Regions from separate parts of the Mus musculus genome. Here regions 2, 3, 4 and 5 are each linked to region 1. A link is a contact called in public promoter capture Hi-C data. All regions are on one chromosome and are shown on one strand. Each heading gives the region's core, a stretch centred on a gene start, on an enhancer-like site or on the middle of the called end of the contact. The rest is flanking DNA. Distances are from core to core; before and after follow the strand shown. Region 1 holds the start of Zik1 (zinc finger protein interacting with K protein 1). Region 2 holds the start of Rdh13 (retinol dehydrogenase 13 (all-trans and 9-cis)). Region 3 holds the start of Ppp1r12c (protein phosphatase 1, regulatory subunit 12C). Region 4 holds the start of Zfp628 (zinc finger protein 628). Region 5 holds the start of Ccdc106 (coiled-coil domain containing 106).

Region 1 (2,757 bases), core at 193-2,692:
ACAGCCTGTATAAATAGTATCTTCCCTTCTTTAAAATCTGAGACTCTAAGCAGCTCCAATTTCAAAACTAATCTAGACTCCTGCCACTTCCTCCATCTTCACCCTGGTGTAATCACTGCTAACACTTTCCCAAACTATTATGGCAGCTTCCCCCATGGTCTTATTGACTTCCTCACAATAACTGGGTTCTCCATGCCACAGAAACATGGAGGCTTATGTGACTAAGATTAGATCACCTCCCTCCTCTTCCCTTTCCTTTCCCTAAATGTTGAATTACTCTCATCACTCTAAAGCAGAACGCTGAGATTCATTCCAGATCTGAATCCTGCCCTGCTGCTTTCACTTCCCTCAGAAGAAAACACTTGGGGTTCTATGAACCACATGAGCCTCATCTCCAAACATTTACACATGCCAATCAATGCCTGCGTCAACCTTACAGATCACATTCTATTGTTTGTTACCAAAAGGAACTACTCCAATCTTCAATTTGTTAAGGCCCCTTTGACTCAAGACAAATATCTCAGTGACAGCCTAGGACATATTCTCCTCACCTGCATGAGGGCCATATCCATTTCTGCAGTCATGGACACCTGTGAGATGAGAGATGTTATGAATGATGGCAGGGACCCAAAGCTTTAGGTTTTCCTATACCCTCTCCCAACCCGGAGCAAAGTGACATAGGGATGCCCTCGTTACATCTGATCCTAAATCCTCAGTGCTTGTGCTTACTTATGGACCCTTGAACAATGACTCAACTGGCCTATAATATATCTCCACACAACTCCCAGGTTGGAAAACCCTAGGGTGGTCCAAGAACTAGCTGAGATGAGAATATACATACATATATACATACATACTCTCATCACGAGCAGCAGCTTTTTGGAAACCCTAAAACCCACACTCAAGTCTGTGTAGTTTTTCCATAACACGAATTCCTGTCATGGGGAAAATGGTACAACACTTCATCTCATTATTACGGGCCTAAATAGTCCACACTTCAGCGTCGCTCCAAGAAATTACACACACTATGGCCCTGGCTGTACCACTCCGCCTCCTCATTGTAGCTTTGCAAATAGAAAAGCCGAATCACGTACTCCTACTAATACAGGGATCTGGGGAGTAGCGACTTAAGGGGACTCCCTAATTCCGACTCTGCAAGATAAGTGGCGAGGACAAGGGAGCCACAAATGTCGCACCACTTACCTAAGCCTGGTGCATGAGCGTGGGCACAGCCATCCAAGTAAGCGAGCGCAGACAACGGGGAAACGGGGACGAGGGACCTGGACAATACTGCCACTGTCAGTGCCGGGGCTGCGATGAATATTACGCCCTTAGAACCGCTCCTTTGAGATTCTTCGATCCGTACACCTCTGGACAAAGGGGTCTTGCACACGATCTGGAAGGAGGGACCCAAAAACCGCTAAAATGAGCGCCACAGAGCGCAGCCGGAAATCCCGCCCCATTCCTCCAGCCAAACCCGAAGATGGTACTATCCTAAATTCTCATTGGCTCATGCTCCTCTCTCTGTGGATAGTGCATTCTGGGTAACGTAGTTCCTTCAGATATGCGTCTGTGGGTGGGGAAGCTGTGCAACTTCATCACCTGGAACAAAGGCCAAAAGGGATGTGTGCTGGGAAGCGCCATGTACGCTAGCAAACAACCCTTTTCATCTGTCTTCTTTTCTGAAGTCCTCGGCCATAGTCTGGGGCCACCCACCCCAGTGTTTTCCAACTTGGGGGCAAACAGAATACAAGGATGCTAGACTGGAGGTCAAAAGAGGCTGTGGTTGTATAGATGAACTCAAACTCCGGGGGAACTGCGGGATTTCTCCATGTGTACCCAAATGCTGGGCAGACATCCGATGGAGAGCCCATGCCTAGCCTCTTGAACTAGCTCAGGGCACTTGGCCTCCTAGTCCACTGTTGGAAGCCACTTGCAGGGAGTCGAATTTAAATCCATAGTGACTCCTACATTTCCCTGTTGTCTGCTTAAATACCCCCTCCCTTTGTATTCTAATACCACTCCTATGGCACTTGATTTGCCTCTTCTTCAGTGTTGCCCTAAGAGAACACACACAGCTCCTTAAGCTTCAACTAGATCTGTCCGGTAGCTAGAAAGTTGGCTGACTAGCCTGAATATCAATAAAAAGCAGAAATTGCCTCTCCAGGAAAAAAAAGAAATCAGGATCTGTGTGAGGCCAGCAAGTTCTGCAACTCGCCCTCTCCTGAGGGCGCCGCTTATAGAGGTAGAGAGCAGCAGCCACCAACTGGCCATAAACTAAATGTAACTCTTGTACACAACTACAAAAAAGACAAAGTTAAACAGAGTTCAAGCAAATCTTAAACTCCTAGCATATGAAAAGTTTTGTGTTTGTCTGTATTTGTATATTTGGCATCCATCAATCTCAGGACCAGAGATAGCTAAAGTTGTAACTCATGCTGATGTACACCATGCAATTCCTACAAAGGATGCCAGAGGGAAGAGAATTATTAGTTCTGGGCTAGCATGGTTACAGAGCATGAGTCAAACTAAAATATCAACAAATACCAACAGTGAAAGTCAATTGAACAGGTTGGAGTGTCTTTTCAATGATACTCAGTTGTCTAAATTTCCAAGTGGCTAGCTGAGCTTTCTACTACTTCTAGGAAACTAACTGGTCTGGACGCAGTCTTCTTTGCAGCTTGGTTTATTAAGGAAAAATGTGCCTTGAAAATCTCATTTTTGGGGGGGGGCACTTTCTGAAGCTATTTTGCATTG
Region 2 (2,757 bases), core at 83-2,582, 6.0 Mb before region 1:
AAGGTGAGAAACAGCACAGTGAGTTCTGTCTGCCTCGTGCCTGCCTCAAGATTTATGAGCTGGGGCAAAGCACTCGTAAGCTCACATCCATCACCAAAGCACCCAAACACACGGGAGTCCTCGTCATGGCCTCAGAAAAGGATTATACGTTGGAACATCTCCAAGAGGTAACAATCATTTATTCATACTTTTATAAAAACAAAAGACAATAGCCAGAAGTGGTGGTACACACTTGCAAGCCCAGTACTCAGGAGGCAATGGCAGGAATACCAGGAATTTAAGGTCATCATCCTCGACTACAGAGCAAGCTCAAGGCCAGCCTAGGCTACATGCTGCCTTGTCTATAGATGGATGGATGGATAGACAGACAGACAGACAGAATGCATGACGTTGGAAGGAGCATGTGTCAGAAGGGGTCCATGGAAGTTGGAGAACAATGATTGGGAAGCGGGTGTGTATACATCAAGAAGCTGGAGAGATGTCTCAGCAGTAAGAGCACTGCTGCTCTTACAGAGGACCCAGGATCAGCTCCCAGCACCCCACACGGTGACTCACAATAACTCCAGTTCCACGGGATCTAACATCTTCTTTTAACCTCCGAAAGCATAGCATATGCATACATGCGGGGGGGGGGGGGGCGGGGAGGGAAACACCTCATGTAAGCTGTTAGCGGTGACAGACACGCATGTCCTTGGTCCCAGCACTCAGGAGGCAGAGGCAGATCTCTCGTGAATTCAAAATCAGCCTGGTCAATATAACGAGTTCCAGGCCAGCCAAGGCTTCATGGTGAGACCCAGTCTGAAAAACGCAAGGAAGGAAAGAAGGACGGGGGAGGAGAGGAAAGGGAAGAAAGGAAGGAAGGGGAGGCAAACAGGCTGGGCAAAGAGGAAAGGGTAGAGAAGGAGTGGTCCAGAGATAAAATGAGCACAAGATCCATGCTCCACCCCTTCTCCCTAGGTGACCTTGAAGAGGTGACCCGCCCTCCTCTCCCGGAAAAGCCATACTAGTGAGCGGGAAGAATTCGTCCGAGGACTTAGGACAAGGGATACTTCTCTGGCCTTGTTTGGCATTCCCCTGTCGCAAACCTACCACCAAGCGCGCAGAGAAGACGCGCAGACTCACTTGAGCAGCACGGTGCCGCCGATCACCGTGCCCACTACGGACACCGGCAGCAGAAAGCGGCTCATCCCAGGCTGGGGAAAAGGGTGTCCGTGGGTCTGCACTCCAGGCCACTCCGCGGACGAACGCGCTGCCCAGGAACCCACGTGCGCTCGAGTAGCGTGAACGTGGAATCACACAGCCACCAGAACCCGGCTATGGGGAGTGACCAGATGTGGAGGCGGGGCTTTAGGAAGTAGGCCCATGGCGCACTTAATGCTGGGAAACGTAGTTTCTGGAGATGGAATGCGGCCGAGGTTGACAGGCGTGTCAGCTACCAGATCAAATGTCATCACACTCAACCAATCCAAGGGCGTCCTGAAGTTCGGGAAGAAAAAGAGAGAGAGAGAGAGAGAGAGAGAGAAAGAGGGGGGGAGGGAGGGAGGGAGGGAGGGAGGGAGGGAGGAAGGAAGGAAGGAAGGAAGGAAGGAAGGAAGGAAGGAAGGAAAGAAGGAAGGAAAGAAGGAAGAAATAAAAAAAATAGTAGCTGGGTGGTAGTGGTGCTCGCGTTTAATCCCAGCATTACGGAGACAGGAGCAGGCAAACCCATAAGTTTGTGGCCAGCCTGTTCTACAGAGGGAGTTCTAGGAAGCCAGATCCATGCAGAAGAATACTATCTGGGAGGAAGAAAATAAATAAAGTAGATAGATAGATAGTTTGGTACCAAGCATTTCCATTTCCAGACATCGAGACCCTGTAGAATGAACCATGGTTTTTCTCCTCTAAATAATAGTTAATGGTAGCACTTTCTGTGTAGGCCTTGTGAAGGAGGGAAGAAGGCTGGGACCTGGACCCCTGGGTCTGAGGGAGGAGGGTGAAGTATAGATTCCTGAGTCTGAGGGAGAAGGGTAGGATTTGGACTCTTGTGTTTAAGAGTGGAAGTCTGGGGTGTGGGCTTTGGATCTGAGGGAGGAAACTGAGACCTGGACCATTGGATTTGAAGGAAAAGAAGGATACTGGCTTTAAAACAACAGTGAGATGGTGCATGGGGTAGAGACACTTGTCATACAAGCTTTGCAACTTGTGTTTGATTCCTAGAACATGGTGGAAAGATAAAATCAACTCCCAAAAGTTGTCCTCTGACCTTCCACCACGGCATGTATGTGTCCACACACTTATACACCAAAAGGAAAGAATAATATATTTAAAACATACTAAAGTGTTAGTGTCTAGAAGCAGGAGAGGAGGAAAGGAAGACAGACAGACAAACAGACGAACGGACAGAAGGAAGGAAGGAAGGAAGGAAGGAAGGAAGGAAGGAAGGAAGGAAGGAAGGAAGGAAAAGAAAGGAAGTTAGGAAAAAGGCTATAGACAGTGGACAAATACATCCTGTCACTAGAAAATGTCAGCACACTTGACACCTGTTTGTCTTCATGAAGGTGACAAGGAGATAAATATTTTTCAATTATCAGATTGGCAACATTATAATAAATATTCAGTGTTGGCAAGGATCAGGGGAAACTCCCTGTTGGTGGGAGTCAATTATCTGGTGTTCCTGAAAGTCTAGTCAGACACCTGTCACAGGATGATCCGTGTATACTATTGACCCAGACATTCCCTTTGTAAGAAGTTATACTTAGGAAATGATTGGTCATTCCA
Region 3 (2,757 bases), core at 134-2,633, 6.0 Mb before region 1:
GAGATGAACCAACAATAGGTGAAGTGGCCATGTAATTCCAGAAATAAGAAGGGCAGAGAAGGGCCTGGCATGGTGGCGCACGCCTTTAATCCCTGCACTGGGGAGGCAGAGGCAGAGGCAGAGGCAGGCGGATTTCTTAGTTGGAGGCCAGTCTGGTCTACAGTGAGTTCCCAGCCAGGGCTATACAGAGAAACCCTGTCTCGAAAAAAAGAAGAAGAAGGAGGAGGAGGAGGAGGAGGAGGGCAGAGACATAAGGACCTGCATTTGAGGATGGCCTGGGCTACATAGCAAGACCTTGTCTAAAGGAAAAACAACAAAACAAAAGGAAAAGTGGTCCAGCTCCTCGAAGAGCAAATGCCTACAAGTTTCCAGGAAGGCAAACAATGTAAACAGAGAAAGAGAGTTGAGGAGAAACTTCTATAAGAGGTGACAAGCTCCCCAAATTGGGGGGGGGGGGGATGAATTGATAATGTAATTAAGGACATGGGATTGTAGGTAAGAGAAAAGATTAAAAAAAAAAAAAAAAGCAAAGGATGACGCGACAGAGGAAATGCCTTTTCAAGGAAACAACGTGGTACACTGTCCTGAGGCCACAACGTACAGCACAAGTCACGGGAAGAAGAGGAAGGCACAAACAGGATGGACCTTCAAAGAAGTGACACTGAAGGACCTGGGCCTAAAGAGGGTCAAGTCAGAGTGCAGGAGAACGAAACCACAGGCCTGGGTCAGGAAAGACTTCAGCACAGTCAAACAAGTACCAGCTAGGAAAGGAGGAACCCGGCCAGCATAGGCACGGAAGTAAGCGATGCTGCAAAAAATGCACGGGAGAGAGATGACAGCACGAATGACAGAGAAGAGGCGGCCACAGAGCAGGCGGGATCCTCAGCGATGGCACAGTCGAGGGGAGGTGGATCAGGGCCGAGGAGGGAGGATGCCCGAGTGGCGAAGACGCGGGGCGGGGGCGCTGACCTGGTGCAGGGCGCTGATGCCATCCGCGTTGGTGGAGTCGAGCACGGCACGGGCAGGCGGAGGGACGGCGGGGTCGGACGCAGCGCCGGAGCCGGGACCGGGATCCGCTGCGCGCAGCATCAGGCGAGCCTCGTCCAGATCGCCCCCCGCGCAGGCCGCCAGGAACTCAGCGGCGCGCTCGAAGCGGACCGTGCGGGCTCGCCGCTCCCCGGGGCCCGGGTCGGCGCCCGCCCGAGCCCCCCACTGCCGCAGCTGCTCCTGCCGCCGCTCACGGGCGGCCGCAGCAGCCGCCGCCGCCCCCGGGCCCGCTGCCGGACCATCCTCGCCGGACATCGCGCCGGCCGCTCGCCCGCCTACTAAGCGAGCGAGCGAGCACCGGGCGACGAACAGCCGCCACCCGCCCGCCCCGGGGGCCGCCGGGAACCGCCGCGCGACAAGCACCGCCCAGAAGCTCGCCCAGCCCCCGCTCGGTATATTGACGTCACGGCGCCGACCCAAAGCCCTCTGGGTAACCGAGTCCCGCCTGAGACTTGCGTAGCTATCGCTGGGGGCAAGGGCCTAAAAAGAAGCCCCTCGTAGCGAGCTGGGAAGTGGAGTTTCTCCCCATTGAGGAGCCTTGCATAACTTGAGCAGATAGGTTAGAGAATGAGGCAGCCGGCAGGCCGGCAGAAGTGCTGGGAAATGGGTTCTACAAGCGGAAGTCTTCGCTAGACTCGCTATATATCCTGAGGCACGTTTAGAAATCCGGAGCTGGAAGGGGTCGAACGAAAAACTCAAAAGGCACGCCCTCAATCCCAGCACTTGGGAGGCAGTGAGTTCGAGGCCAGTCTGGTCTGATCCTGGTCCTGAGTTCCAGGACAGCCAGAGCTACACAGAGAAACCCTCTCTCGAAAAAACAAGCAAAAAGAGAACTGCCTAAAGGAGGACATGTCCCTAGGGAGTGCTGGGAATCTGGGTAGAGCGGCCGGACAGGCTACTGGGGCATGCTGGGAAATGTAGTGTACTTTGTAAAGTGACTACCCCAAGGCGCATGGGAAATGATAGCGGATAGCGGATCCTGAGAGATAGAAATAAATTTTGCATACTTTTTACGATTTGTTTTGAGATAGGATGGCGCTCGAACTCATTAATAATGCCCTTGAACTTCTGATCTTCCTGTCTCCATCTCCTAATTGCTGGGATTACAGGAGTCTGTTTGTTTGTGTGTGTGTGTGTGTGGGGGGGGGGTTATTTTTGTTTTGAGACAGGGTCTCAGTATGTAGCCCTGCCTGGTTTGAAGCTCACTATGCAGACAGAATGGCCTCGAACTCACAAAACTCCGCCTCCTCCTGCCTCTGGAGTGATGAAATTAAAGGAGTGCCACCATGCCGTACTTGTTTTGGTTTTGAATCTGTCCCTCTCCCATCGGCTATAAGTAAACTCGATTTGTTTTCTTTGAGACCCTCTTAGTCCTAATGACTAGAACTAAGCCTGAGAGTAGGCAATAAAAAATATTTCGAATGAATGAATGAATGGGCTCCCTAAGGCATCAGGTAGACCAAGGGCCGACGGGAAATTGAGTTCTCAAACAAGATTAAAGCTTGTCACCGCCAAACTCATCTTTTAACATGGCGATAAAGTTCCCGAGCAAAGTTCAAGGAAATCAGATAACATAGGGCAAGCTGGGAAATGTAGTCTCAAGGCCACGCCTCCAAAGGGTTCAGCTCCAGACTTCCAAATATGTCTCAGAATGCAAGGTACCTAAGAAGTCAGTTTCCAGACCAAGAACGAGCCCACGTTTTCTAGTGG
Region 4 (2,757 bases), core at 171-2,670, 5.6 Mb before region 1:
TTGTTCTCACCTTTCACCATATCCATGTTGTAAATGTAATTGCTATTTTCCAGATGTAATTGCCATCTCTGATGTCTACTGTTGAATAAACTCACCCTTTCTAGCTCTTTCTGAATTCTGGCTGGCTGGTTCAACTCAGCTTCTCTGGCCTAAACACCTCTCCAAAGTGACTGATTCTCTCAGCTTCTGACTGAATTGCTCTGCTTGACCTCAAACTAACTCTAGAAATCTGTTCTAATTTGGCTTCTTTTTATTCTCTGGCTCATTGTGTCTTCACCTGCAACTTGTCTCTATAAAACCATCTCTATGAAAACTACCTCTGAACTCCTCTGCATAGCCTCTCAACTCACTGATTCAACTGAACTGGTTGCCTAGAACTCAGAGATCTACATGCCTCTATCTCCTGAGTGCTGGGATTAAAGGCATGCACCACCAAACCTGGTCCTAAGCTTTTCCTTACCTGAAACTTGCTCTATTCCAGGCTGGCCTTGGACTCAAAGAGATCTGCTTGCCTCTGTCTCCTGGAATTAAAGGTGTGTACTAAGGTCATATCTGTGTTCCAGCCACAATAGCCATGTTGCTGGATTAAGACTCCTCTATGGCTTCACTGGGCAGCGAGCATCAGTACCATCAGTCTGAGCCATCTCACCAGCCCTCTAAGTTAGGGCTGGGGTGATAGCTTTGTAGTTAAGAACAACTGCTAGTTTTACAGAGGACTGGGCTTCGGTTCCTTGGGACCACACCAGACAGTTCACAACTGCCCTGTAACTCTAGCTCCAAAGGATCTGACACTCTGTTTTGGCTTCCTCAGGCACCAGGCACACATGGGGTGCACAGACATGCATGTGGGAACTCACATATACAGAGAAGGTAAAAATAAATAGATCTTAAGAAAAAGGCAGCCGGGCAGTGGTGGCGCACACCTTTAATCCCAGCACTTGGGAGGCAGAGGCAGGAGGATTTCTGAATTCGAGTCCAGCCTGGTCTACAGAGTTCCAGGACTGTCTCGGAAAAAAAAAAAAAAATTCAAGGCCAGCCCGTGCTACATGAGCCTACAAGAGCCCATTGTCTCAAAAAGTAAAAAACAAAAACAAAAAACAATTAAGACAACAAAAATAATCTATCCGAAAGTCTCAGCACAGGCTCAGAAAGCAAGCTTGGCCCCAGATACCAGCAGGCAGGGGAAAAAAAGCAGGCTTGTAGGGGCAACTCAGACTCCCGAGACCCAGGCCATCCCAGGCCATGCAGGAAGGTTGAGTGCCTCAGTTTCCTTCCCAGCACGAGGGAACAGGGTCTGCGTGTACACCACGGGCCTGAGGCTTGGACCCCCGGGATTCTGCATCTGGCGAACCCCAGCAGTGGGTGGGGCCGGGCCGGGCTTGGCGCGTTGCGTCATGACGCACGAAGGCGGCGGCGGCGGGGTTTGTGTGCGCGAGAGGCCGCCGATAAAGGTTGAGTGCCTCGCGCCGGGGGCCGTGGGGAGGGAGCGCGCCCCCGCCCCCTCCCGGGCCGCGGGTCCCGCAGCGCTGTGCCGGGCCCCGCTTCCCGTCAGCCCCCGCGGGAAGGCCCTGGGGTTCTCCTTGATCCCCCTCCCCGACCGGGGCCACAGGTGAGAGACCGGAGGGCGCGGTGGGGGAAGGGCCGGAGGGCGGAGTCGTTTGGAGAACGGCGAGCGGGAAACCGGAAGGGGTACCTTAAAGGGAAGGTCGCTATTTCGCCTCCGATATTTAATCTGTTAGGCCGGCTCCGCCCTCTTAAAGGGGTAAGGACAGTGTGTTTAGCTGCATTTTTGCAAAGCTTCCTGCCCTTTCCCTTCTCCCCTTTCTCCTAAAAGGGGGTTATTTCCTTAAAAGCGGGTGATAGTTTCCCAAACATTGAAGGAAAAGTTTCATAATTCTGCTGGTCCCTAGACTATCTGAACAAAGAGATCTTTTTTCCCTCCCAGATAAAACCTCATGTAGCTTAGGATGCCGTCAGACTCACTGTATAGCTGACAATGACCTTAAATTTACGATCCTGCTGCCTTCATCTGCGCGCTGGGATTACAGGCCTGCCTGTGCCACCACGCCCAGTTCTATGGTGTACTGTGACAAGAACCCAGAGCTTTGTGCATGCCAGTCATTAACCCTTAATAACCGAGCTACATCCCAAACCCCAAGAGCTTCCTCGTAAAGCCCAGACGCTTAAAGGGCACTCTCACTGCTAAGATGGGTCCCTGTTCCGTTGGGCCTCTTGTGTTAAAAGATATGGCCTCAGAGGCACAGACAGTTTCTGAACCTCATTTGTCACCTACACGCCAAAAGGAACAACAGCCCTTTAAAAAAACAATCCTTCATAGCCTATTGCCCTTTGAAAAAGAAATCCTTTATAACCTGTCAAAAGGGGGTGCCTCCCTCTCTTCACTCAGACTGTCTTTACTGAGCATGCTCTCTCCTGATGTTTTGGTGGGTGATGGATGCATCAGAGAACGATCGATCGAACGAAGCAGAGGTTCTCTGTTTGGATGATGTGAACATTGACAGAGTAGAACAAGCAGTAAGAGACTTATATGTTGATGGGACTGTCCTGGGGTACTGTCACTGCAGTACTGACTTCAGGATTTACTAGGGAAGGGTCAAGCTGGCACTGTGTTTTGTTACCAGTGGCATCCATCCTATTGAGTCAGGAATCCTGATGAACACCCATCCATTTATTAGACAGCCCCTCTGACAAAGAATGACCTGTCTCCAAATCTCTGTGCTGGTGAGGTTGAGAAGT
Region 5 (2,757 bases), core at 115-2,614, 5.4 Mb before region 1:
CATTCTCAATCCTTACTTACATTTTGGGAGACATTTTAGTTTATGCTATCTGGAACAAAGACCTTGACTGGGTAATGGGAAAGTCTGCCGTTTTCCTCTGGGAGTTAGGCCTACTTCAGTTTCCCCAAACCTGCCATTTATTTATTTATTTATTTAGATAAGGTTGTAATGTAGTTCAGGGTGACATTGGATTTATGATCTTGCCTCCACTTCCAGAATACTGAAACTCTGGGCTTTGTGCATGCTAGGCACCTTACACACTGCGCAACATTCCTAGCATCTTTGGGAAAAAGGTTCTGAACACTACCCCTTCCCCACCCAAACTACAATCCACATTAATATACTTAAAAAAATAGCATCTTAGAGCATAAGCACAGCTTTATACAGTTCACCTGGCTTTATACAATTCTCTGTGGTTTGAAATACTGATCTAGGGCAGGTGGTTCCCCCTGGACTTGCTGACCCAGGATGCAGTTTATTTGTAAAAATGAACTGCTTAGTCTTGGTTGACACATTCAGTCTTCCTCTGCAAGGATGGTTTAAGTCATGCCTCTTAGGGCTTCAGAACCCCAAAGAGGATGCTGCTTGTGAACCGGAGAGGCAGTGTAGGTCTAATAAACATGTCTTCGCTGCTCCTTTCCTCTGATTGTGTGTGTGTATGTGCCCTATGCAGATAGCCTCTTTACACGACTTCTTTTGGGGCGGAAGGGAGAGGGGGAGTGTCTTAAAGGCTGTGCATCTACACCGACTGACTTCAAATAATATCAACAGCGCTTGGATCTTAAGCTCCAAGAGTGGTCCGGTTCTGGGCTGAGCCTTTGGTATGTCACACAACTACATCCTCTCAAAGGCTTTTAAGAGTAACTTCCCACTGAACAGGTGAGTAAACTGAGGCCATGGAGGAATGAGGAGCAAGGACTGGAGTGTAGCTGTTCCACAGGTGGCTCCAGTGTGGGCTATTCCTGACCCACACTTTGCGGAGAAGTAACCACCACACAACCCATTCTCACATCCTGGTCCTCTTATTCCTTTAATCCTTTTCGTGGATGGGGGTGGGTGGAGGTTATGGTAGGTTGGAGCGGCTAAGACTAAAGGTATGCATGTATTAATCAGCTACTTAGGGATCATTAAAGGAGACTCAAATTTCACTTCAATTTTCCTTACTGCCTCATACCTTCTGACTTTTCTCGGCCCACTGGTCACATAGCCACTCACCCGGAGGACCCCCGGAACCGCATCAGCTGTGCAGGATGAGAATTTCATGAGGATCCCTGCCTAGGCTTTGGGAAAGGAGGGGGGGGGGGTTGTGTGTGGGGTGGGGGTTGGAGGGGTGTTGCAAGGGGCTATCGCGCAAGTGCGGTCCCGACCTCCGCGCAAACGGCGGGCCTCACCTGGGCTCCAGGAAGAGGCGCCCCAGGCTCGGCAGGCCTGATTCGGTTAGTGCCCACGTCTCCGCGCTCCGCCATCCAGTTCTCCCCCTCCTCTGCCGCTACGCCCGCTTACTGGTGGGTGGGCGCTTCTCTCCGCGACACTTTGCAGACGCTCCCCTGCGCTGGGCATGGGCGCCGCCACTGCCGTCGGTCCCGGGGCTGGAGTCCGTGCGCGGGTGGGTGAGAGCGGGGCCTCGGCCCCTTGTACCCTGAGCACCCAAAGGCGGGGAACGGTGCCCACGGTCGACACCCCCATGCCGGTTGCCCATTCTGGGACCCTTCGCCACGGTCGCCCCCTCCCACTTGTGGGACAAAGGGTGGGGGCGCATCCCCACGCGTGACCTCCCACGCACTGCGCACGCGCCCAGCTCCCACTTCGGGGAGGGGCTTTACTCGCCCACGCGAGTGCGGGAGGAATGGGCGGCTGGGACAGGGGAACGCTTGCAGGATGGACCCCCTACCCCAAGAATGGAAGTTAGGGGTGGTTGTTTCTCCATTTATGGCATTGGGTTCGGAGATGGGCCATGATGAAGGGCTTTCTCATTCAGGCCAGGTCTCCCTGTGGTGTTGACCCCACGAGGAACCAAAGAATTTAAGGGCCGAGCCCCTTCACAACCAAGATTCCTCTCGCTGAGCCCCCTCGCTCTGGGTACATACTTTGGAAGCCTCTGACTCTGTCCAGAAGTATGGGTCCTTTCCTCCCTCAGACTGGTGATCCTTCCTTACTCCGGAGGGACAGGTATTCCACCTCTCCAGGGACTGCCGACTTTTGGTGACCTGCTTCTGTCCAGTGCCCCCAAGGGCTCAGTTGCTGGGTCTGCAGGAAGCCTCCTCGATATGAATGACAGAAACAACCGTTGGCGGACAAGTGAGGCACCTGGGGACCCTTTCTTTTCCCATCCTTGGTCTGACATTCTGGTTCCCTCTGTCCATGGGACAGCAATGGTTGGGGGTGGTCTATAAGGTTCAGGCCACTTCTGGGGTGACCTCTGCTGACCTCTCTGCAGTGAAGGACGAAGAGACCTTTGAGATCTCCATTCCCTTTGAAGAGGCACCCCACTTAGACTCACAAATCTTATACCGTCTGAGTCCGTCTCGGAGAAATGTTGAGGGTGAGCTGAGAAAGGGCATTGGAGGGACTGGAGTCAGGTGGGGTACTGCCTCACCCTGGGGCATGACCTCCGTCCCTGCTGTTCTTAGAGCCTCCAGAGGGCGCCTCCCCAACCCTGGCCCTGATGAGCAGTGTTAAGGCCCAGCTGCACATGGCACTGGAGAGGAACTCGTGGTTGCAGAAGCGCATTGAGGACCTGGAGGAGGAGAGGGACTT

Evidence for each region. Promoter capture Hi-C pulls out the DNA fragments that hold promoters and counts their contacts.
Region 2: a promoter capture Hi-C map of frontonasal cranial neural crest shows a contact between it and region 1. The contact joins the promoter of Rdh13 here to the promoter of Zik1 in region 1. A contact is called at or near these places in 4 of 39 promoter capture datasets (cranial neural crest, frontonasal cranial neural crest, maxillary cranial neural crest and 1 more).
Region 3: a promoter capture Hi-C map of pre-B cells shows a contact between it and region 1. The contact joins the promoter of Ppp1r12c here to the promoter of Zik1 in region 1. A contact is called at or near these places in 5 of 39 promoter capture datasets (cranial neural crest, frontonasal cranial neural crest, maxillary cranial neural crest and 2 more).
Region 4: a promoter capture Hi-C map of pre-B cells shows a contact between it and region 1. The contact joins the promoter of Zfp628 here to the promoter of Zik1 in region 1. A contact is called at or near these places in 5 of 39 promoter capture datasets (cranial neural crest, frontonasal cranial neural crest, maxillary cranial neural crest and 2 more).
Region 5: a promoter capture Hi-C map of pre-B cells shows a contact between it and region 1. The contact joins the promoter of Ccdc106 here to the promoter of Zik1 in region 1. A contact is called at or near these places in 5 of 39 promoter capture datasets (cranial neural crest, frontonasal cranial neural crest, maxillary cranial neural crest and 2 more).

Annotation. Positions count from the first base shown.
Region 1 is chr7:10,493,939-10,496,695 of GRCm38.p6, forward strand. It overlaps Zik1 (zinc finger protein interacting with K protein 1), which reads right to left and starts at 1,443. Exons shown (of 4, transcript NM_009577.3): 1 at 1,204-1,443; 2 at 552-590. The coding sequence starts at 584.
Region 2 is chr7:4,444,325-4,447,081 of GRCm38.p6, forward strand. It overlaps Rdh13 (retinol dehydrogenase 13 (all-trans and 9-cis)), which reads right to left and starts at 1,333. Exons shown (of 7, transcript NM_175372.4): 1 at 1,123-1,333. The coding sequence starts at 1,187.
Region 3 is chr7:4,500,297-4,503,053 of GRCm38.p6, forward strand. Ppp1r12c (protein phosphatase 1, regulatory subunit 12C) reads right to left here and starts at 1,384. Exons shown (of 22, transcript NM_029834.3): 1 at 970-1,384. The coding sequence starts at 1,302.
Region 4 is chr7:4,913,797-4,916,553 of GRCm38.p6, forward strand. Zfp628 (zinc finger protein 628) reads left to right here and starts at 1,421. Exons shown (of 3, transcript NM_170759.2): 1 at 1,421-1,609.
Region 5 is chr7:5,055,362-5,058,118 of GRCm38.p6, forward strand. It overlaps Ccdc106 (coiled-coil domain containing 106), which reads left to right and starts at 1,365. Exons shown (of 5, transcript NM_146178.2): 1 at 1,365-2,298; 2 at 2,438-2,542; 3 at 2,631-2,757. The coding sequence starts at 2,268. Gm15510 (predicted gene 15510) reads right to left here and starts at 1,755. Exons shown (of 4, transcript NR_166619.1): 1 at 1,392-1,755.